Regions from separate parts of the Zea mays genome. Here region 2 is linked to region 1. Evidence: chromatin contacts called from public Hi-C data. All regions are on one chromosome and are shown on one strand. The core of a region is the stretch at or near the end of the contact, and the rest is flanking DNA. Distances in the headings are between cores, read along the strand shown.

Evidence for each region. A called contact is a pair of places that touch in the nucleus more often than the background predicts.
Region 2: a Hi-C map of leaf shows a contact between it and region 1, with 5 times the contacts expected there. The contact joins the promoter of LOC103638326 here to the promoter of LOC100383380 in region 1. A contact is called at or near these places in 4 of 25 Hi-C or Micro-C datasets (ear, leaf and tassel).

The regions. Positions count from the first base shown.
Region 1 is chr9:46,707,749-46,711,814 of Zm-B73-REFERENCE-NAM-5.0, forward strand. It overlaps LOC100383380, which reads right to left and starts at 2,719. Exons shown (of 3, transcript NM_001176035.1): 1 at 1,929-2,719; 2 at 1,790-1,852; 3 at 1-472. The coding sequence starts at 2,154. The coding sequence ends at 1,791.
Region 2 is chr9:46,921,850-46,925,684 of Zm-B73-REFERENCE-NAM-5.0, forward strand. LOC103638326 (mannan endo-1,4-beta-mannosidase 6) reads left to right here and starts at 2,498. Exons shown (of 5, transcript XM_008661272.2): 1 at 2,498-3,175. The coding sequence starts at 2,792.

The DNA.
Region 1 (4,066 bases), core at 1,469-3,968:
TCCAACTTCTATTCTTTTATAGCTACCAAGCAAAAAAAATGCAGCACAAAGAAGCCTAACTTTTTTAGATCATCTTTTGGGGGACAAACTTGATGGGCGGCCACAAAAAATAGCTTAAACAGACTTACTGGACAAGAACTAGATTGCGTGGACTTTCACCCATAGTGGTCTTAAACAGGGGCAAATTTGGGCCCCGCACCGCCTGGGCCATGGCCTAGGATGTGGCCCATGTCAAGGTATATGCTTTCGGGCCTTTGGGTCTGGGGTTCACTGGTTCAGAGAAAAAAAACTTAAAGGCCAGCGCTTCTGCAAGCGGCCGTCAGTGCTGTGAGTCTACGAGCAAGCGACCAAATGAGAGAGCTAGTGATGCGACTCTATGACTGAGCAGCCGAAGAAGTGAGCCAGAGCTTGCCAACCGCCAGCGGACCATGGCGCTAGGGCGGTCGATGATGTAACACCCAAAATCCACCACCTAAAAAGCAATCCAATTTAATTTATTAGTTTCCAAAAGATAGGAAAATGTTTATGTTTTCAATTAATAAAAATAGATATATAAACAAGTTGAATAATTTTTTAATAGATTAAATTTTGCCAAATGCTTGATACATTCATATTAGAACATTTATTTTTGTTTAGATTAATATGCAAAATTTAATTCTATGGATTTATTTATTTGTGTGGAAGCCTTTTTATAAAATATAATGAGTTGCTAAAATAATTTTTTTTTCTTGTTAATAATATTTCTAATTTTTATCCAATTTTTAATATATATATTATTTTGGTTTTATAAAAGAAAAATAAAAAAATAAAAAAATAAAAAAGAGAAAAGTAAATCATCGCAGCCTCATCCTTTCTCTTGGCCTAGCCTGCCCATGTTTTGGCCCAGCGTGCGCCCACCCGCCTCTCTCTCAATCTCTGTGATATGTGAGGCCCACCTGTCAGATGCTCCTTCCTCCTCCCACCGCTTAAACGCCATGCCACGTCTCATGGCCGCTCGCCTGCTACCTTCCTCGGCTGCTACTAGAGATGGCAATGGGTACCCGCGACCCGATACCCGATGGGTATTTACTCCATTAGGGTATGTATGTGGGCTAAATATTCTACCCGTGGGTCTGTTATTGGGCAAAAATCTCCACCCAATGGGTAAACGGGTATTAAAACGTTCCGCCTTCACACATACCCATTAACCCGTGGGTATAAAATACCAATATAAACTTATCTGAAGCATGAACTTGGACTTTAGTCATCCAACTTTTTTACTATTTAACAACAATTTAATGACCATGTAATCGAATATGTAATGTGCTATGTAGTACTATCATAGTGTTACTACTTTATTCAATTATCTTTGGTGTGTGTTGAATGGATGGTTAAATGATGCTAGAAAATTTTGTAATGGTATTTATATGGATATACTTGCCATTTGTATAGTATAATTTTTTGATAGTTGTTTAATTTTTGTGGGTACGGGTGACCCGATGGGTGACCCATACCCACATGGGTATGGGTATGGGGATAAATACATACCCGCTAGTGTATATGGGTGACCCGGTGGGGTATTTTTGTGTCGTGGGTATGGGTATGGGGTAGTAATACCCGGTGGGTATTTACCCATTGCCATCTCTAGCTGCTACCTTCGCGCACATGTTATGGCTTAGTGGAGCACCGCCGACAGTTGCGGAGGACGCCAGAAAATTTAGGTGTTGCTAACGCAACGAAAACTAAAAATTTATGACACAGTTTAAAATAACTTGTAGCTATAAAATAAGTAATAAGTGTTGAAAAATACCTTATTTAGTAGTCATCTTGATTACAATCCATTTACAACCAAATACCATATAGCGAATAAAATCTGGGAAAAAGAAAAAAATGAGTTAGCAATAGCAAATTAAAGTAAAAATTGTTGAACAAGTGAAATAAGAATATACGTTTAGTTGTGTCTAGTTCTAGAAGATCTAGACAATTGCATTTGTCTAGTTTTCTTATCTTCGACTTGACCATTAACATTTTCACCATTGGTATCTTCACTATTATTCTCTTGAATTCCAACTTGTATTCCGGTTCATTGCAAACTCCACTAGCGCGAGTGCTTAGTCTACTTCCACTAGAAGCTTGACTAAAATAGCTCTTTAAATCTGTCATTTTACGAAGCATATAACATGTATTAGAGAATTAGAAGATGTTACAACAGCCAACAGGGAGTGTTCACATAATATAGAGATACTTTTTGGGCCATATTCTTTGCCTTGTTTTTGTTTGTATCCAAGACTGCTATTTAGAAATTGGAAAATCTGCACCTTGAAAAATCTAATACATTAGACACGCACAATCAAATACTCACGCACTACCTTTGACCTTTCTATGCTCACAAGTCTCACAAGTCACAATCAGACAACTAGAAACACAGAAGCACGAAGCAAGCAGACAACTAGAAGCACTAAGCAAGCAGCCAAGCAAACAACTAGACAAGCAGACGTGCGGCCAAGCAGGAAGCAGCGGCAGGCGGCAGCCGTGCGGTGCGGGTCGACGCCTCGGCGGGACCAAGCGGCAAGCAGCCTGCAGCCGGCCGCCGGGCGGGACAAGACAATCAGACAAGCAGATCAGCGAAGCGCCGGAGCGGACAGCTGGAGCGCCGAGCGTGCCGAGGCTCCGAGCGGCTGGAGCGCCGCCAGGAGCGGTCTGCAGCCGAGCGGGCGAGCGGTTGGAGGCTGGAGGCCTGGAGGAATGAGCGCCGGCAGGAGTGCGGGACGTCGGGACGCGCCTGTGCGGCTGTGCGGGACGAACCCTAATCTCTATTCTCTTAGTGGGCCGACCCAAGGTATTGCCCAGGCAATACTGGACCATACTGGGCCCTCCGCCCCTGACCGCCGATGTTGTTACCTCCACCAAGCACCACGACCTCTTCTCCTCCCACGACATTAACTCCGTCGATTATGGGTGGGCATTCAATCCATTTGGGTGATTTTGTTCGGTCTATTCGTTTTTTTTGAAATTTTGGGTTCTAAAAAATAAGGCTCAAAATTTTCAAAATAATTTTAGGGATTGGACTCGAATTCAGTCTATCCGGTCCACCGAATAGACCAAATTATAGATAGATTAGTTACTTTTGTTAAAATATATGAAATGAATAATTAGATAAAAGTACTAATTTACAACAAGTTGTGAAGCATCTAGGCCTCTAAGTAGTGTTTTGGTAATTAATGACAACGATATATGGACTAACGATTCTCAGAGAAATAATAATATAGGTTGGACCACATAAACATGAGCTTTATTGAAAGTATTGGAGACTTCAACATTTGTTGTGGAACGAATACATGCAAAGGTATTGTGTAGGATTTTACTTTTGCCGGCGACAAGATGTTTAGAGAAGGCAATTGACCGGGTTAGTAGGCTAGATAGCTGAAATATCAAAAGGGTTCAATGACAATTTTATGCGTGAAACTTAGTGTCTCATAGGACATATAGATGTTGCATGTGCATGGGGACTAACATATAACCGATTACGCATCCTAGACGCGAGGCGGTGGCCCTGTTTTCATGCTATTTTGTATACATATTTATGCCAACGTCAATAGGTTTTTACGATATATATTTCAGTTCATAGCTCTGCTTCCGTCTATTTGCCTGTTTATGATATTTCTATTCACATTTTACGCAAATGATTTGTTGATTTTATGTATTATCTCGTTTACTTAATCCAGTGTGTATTAGGTTCCTAGTATTTACGCCATATGTATAAGATATATTTACAATGCACACATTTACGCAACGAAATAGAAATTTAGAAAAAATAGCTGCTCTAAGAAATGAGTAGGGATGGATCCGGATATTTATTCGGATGTCAAATTTTTGGTCTTGTTTCTTCGATTGCGAACAAATAACATATAGAATTTGCTATGTAAATTTATATTCTTGTTTTTAGCATTGAGACTGTTAATCTTCATAAAAAATGAACATTAAATTCATTATATATCTTTTTAAATAATTGATATAAAATTCGAATGTCTATTCAAATACAAATTCAGATGTTTTTTTCACCTTTTTTATTGTAGGGAGAAAATAA
Region 2 (3,835 bases), core at 1,248-3,747, 210 kb after region 1:
ACGTGCGAATGGTGCCTTCGGGGGTGGGTGGGTTCTCTGTGCGAGGGCGCTTGCTGTTGACTGCTCCATCGTTTTTAGGTGCCTCTTGGGGAACATCGCGGGTGAGGGCTACCTTGCCTTTCTTCTCGGTGAGGGCCACCTTCGTCGTGTTGTCCAGAGAGGTGGTGGCCTTGGAAGTCGCTTTCTTTGGGGCCATCGCGGGATTGTTTTGTCAAAACGCGAAAGGTGGGTGCCGAATGTTGGTACCGATTGGCACGTGGTCAAACGGGCCCAAACACTCAGGAAAAGAGGGTACTCAGGTGCTCAACAAATGACAGGCATGGAACTGTAGCGTCTTTATTAAGCGTGTCCCATCAATGTACAGTGCAGGAGTATTTATAGGTAACCGGGTAGGTGGGTGTGCCCTCCCAAGTACAATTATGCCCCATTACCTGCTACAGCTTCAGAATATTTCCCGTACAGGATCATTACAACGATGTTAAGTACAACCTAATCAAATACACAGTAAACGCTACCCCAGGGAGGGCTTACAAATGGGCCCGAATGACAACAGAACACGGCCTGAACCCGCCATTGGGTGGCGCGGTCCTCGCCCGCGCGTGGCACCCTTCGCCCTAAGGTACCAGGTCTTCGATTTTTGCCAAGGTTATAGCTCGGAACCGTTCAAGCTGGCGGGGCCGCCTTCGCGAAGTCATGAGGAGCCCCCGCTTTAAACGATAGATCTCTTCGTTTCAATGCCTTCAATGATTCTAGACAAAAACCTCGATTTTGATACCGGCCGAGGTACCCTTCGCTTCATGTCGCACCTGTCCAATTGATGTTAAAGAAAACTGATCGAGGGGGCACACGACCTTCGCTCCAATAGTACTACTGTGGATCTATTGTTTGGTTTTGTGAAGTTAATGTGAGGCGTGTGAAAGCTATGGTGCCTGTGTTTGTATGCTTATGATGAGATATCATTTGTGAAGCTTGTACAATACAATTAATGGGCCATTATTGTTATCTTATTATTTAAGATCTATAATATATTTATTTGCTGCTTTATTTGTTAAGGATGCATTTGGTTCAACTTTTTGAACTTGTTTCTGCTTTGAAAAAAAGGGTTGAAAAAGCAGCTTTTTATAGTCCAAAATTGAAACCAGCTTGAAACCTGTTTTTGTTGCTTATCTAATTTTGTTATATTAGTAAATAGATAATGCAGATAGAAATTTAAAATATTAAAATTAATTAAGTGTTATAATAAATGAAATAAACATATTTTATTTAAAATATTAAAAATTAAATTGTAAATTTGATTTATTTGTAAAAATAGCATGAATGCAAATGTGAAATCGACTTTTAATTAGATATATTAATTAAGAGATATAGTTGAATAAAGTCTATAAAATAATATATATTTTGATTATAGTGGACAACTCACAATAATTTGAACTAAACCACTTTTAGCTTTTTTTCTCACGACAACTATTTCACAGCAAACAACCCAGTATAGCTTTTTTAACACCTCACGGCTGAACCAAACGTACCTTAAAACTCTTCTTCTACTTCATAATTATATTTATAGTATTATCACCAATCTCTTTTTATTTACAACTATTTAGTGGTCACTTAGAGTAACTTCAATAGTTCTCTAAAAGACTCTCTGAATCAATAATTTAGATAGTTAACCTAGAAATTTCTCTCGAACAACTCTCTAAATGATTTTTTTTAAATTTAGCTACTTCTCATAAAACCCCATTTTTTCTCTATGTGTGGCAACCATTTACCAACTCTATAAACAAATAATTGAGATTTTTTTTATTTCGGTGCCTTTTCTCCACTCTACAGTAAAGATAGATTAACATAGCTATGCACAGATCGCCAGTGATGAACAATTGTGGCAGCTACTCGGTTAGAGATTAAATATTTAATAATACAATAGCAGCACATGCACATAAAAAAATAAACGAATAAACAATTGCAGCAACCAATCAAAAGCCAACACGGCTCATCGGGTTGAATCCATCGTCACTTCCACAATTTTGAGATCGAGTTGCAAAAGAAAGATAAAAAAATAAGAAAAATTAGGTGGACCCACTTAAACTGTTGACATATTTAAAAAGTAATATATAGAGAACTGTTAGAGAAGATAAGTTTGTGTGTTTTCTATATTATTTGAGGACTTGATAAAATCTAAGATTTAGATAGTACAATTATACATAACTATTGAAATTGCTCTTAGCATAGTTGGTGGAGGCAATGGATAGCAAGTGTAGGAATTATTGGGTAGTGGCATTTAGGGAGAAATATTTCAATTAGGTGCTTATATAACTTTATCTTATTTTGAGAGTGTATTAGAGAAAAAATATTTTTTTCAGTGCTTATATAACTTTATCTTATTTTCAGTGTTCATTGTTAGAGACTATTTTCTGCAGACTCTCCATTTCACGTTTTCACTTCTATCTCACTTTTATTTTAATCTTCACCTTTTATGAGTGTCCGACTGCTAGAGATGGCTAAGAAACAAACGATTGGAGCTCCTGCCGCTCACGGATTAGTCCGGATCGTTCGTCAGCTGCCAGGGCCCAGGACAACTGTCCCTGCAGGCCTGCACGCCGGCGTCCGTGTGATCGCGCTCGCGCCTCCGAAGATCTGAGCAGCTCAGCTAGTGGACTCGTTTCGCTTCCTCCAGGCTCCAGCGCCTGAGGCAGCCGCAACGCAAGGGCCCCGGAACCACGCGAAAACGCGGCCAAAACACCGCGAAAATCTCGACACCCAACTGCGCCGCGTGGGCGGCTGCGGCGGACGACCAATGTGGAGGGGGACGCGCATGTACAGCCTCCTAGGCGTCCTCCTCCTCCTGGCCCTGGCCTACCTGAACTGGCATCCAGGCCACGGCCCCTCCGCCGGCGGCCCTGGTGGGTTCAAGCTCCCCATGCCGTGGCTGCAGCCGCGGATGTCCTTCGTGGGCCGCGCCGGCACCCACTTCGTCGACACCCTCACTGGCGCGCCGATCTACATCAACGGCTGGAACTCGTACTGGCTCCTCTCGGCCCGGTCTCCCTCGTTGTCCGTCGAGATGCTGCGCCGCGGCCGCCGCATGGGGCTGACGATATGCCGCACATGGGCATTCAGCGACGGTGGCCCCGGCGCGCTGCAGATCTCCCCAGGCCGGTTTAGCGAGCCTGTTTTCCAGGTGCGGATTGCTCCTTCTTCATTCCCTTCTCTTCCCACCTACAAAAGCTATTGGAACGGCGCAATTTGTTTTGACTGTCATCTAGAGTAGAACCGGTTCCACCTTCTGAATTTAACTAACGAATGTCCTGTTGTGATTCTCTTGAGCCAAAAGCATAACATAAGTTACATCGAAATGTAGCTAACAAACAGCCAAACAGGTGCATGTGTAAGCACGTGGATTCGATGGGCTATGCACCATGTGAACATTGTGACTTACAAGAATGCTTTGTTACCAGTTACCACGACCATGGCACACATGAGCTGATTGGAATAGACTTATTTGGTAACCCATCTTACCAGTGGCGGGCCCAGGATTTAGAGGATGGGTATTCGAAATTTTTTATAGGATGATTTTTTGAAAGATTAAAACATGTCTATCGATGTATATAGTTAATTATATATATGTATAACCTATAATTAAGCACACACGCTATGGTCATCACTGATTCAATAACTAGTCTACTAAACTCAAATTTCATACAACTATTTCAAAAGTTTTAAATCGAAATGCACCAGTTGGTTGTTGATTAGTTGATAGCTGGCTACTTGTCCACTTTGGTATTTTCCAATCGCTAATGCCCCATCTGCAGCCCAGTACTGCAAGCAGCAAAGCAGGGGA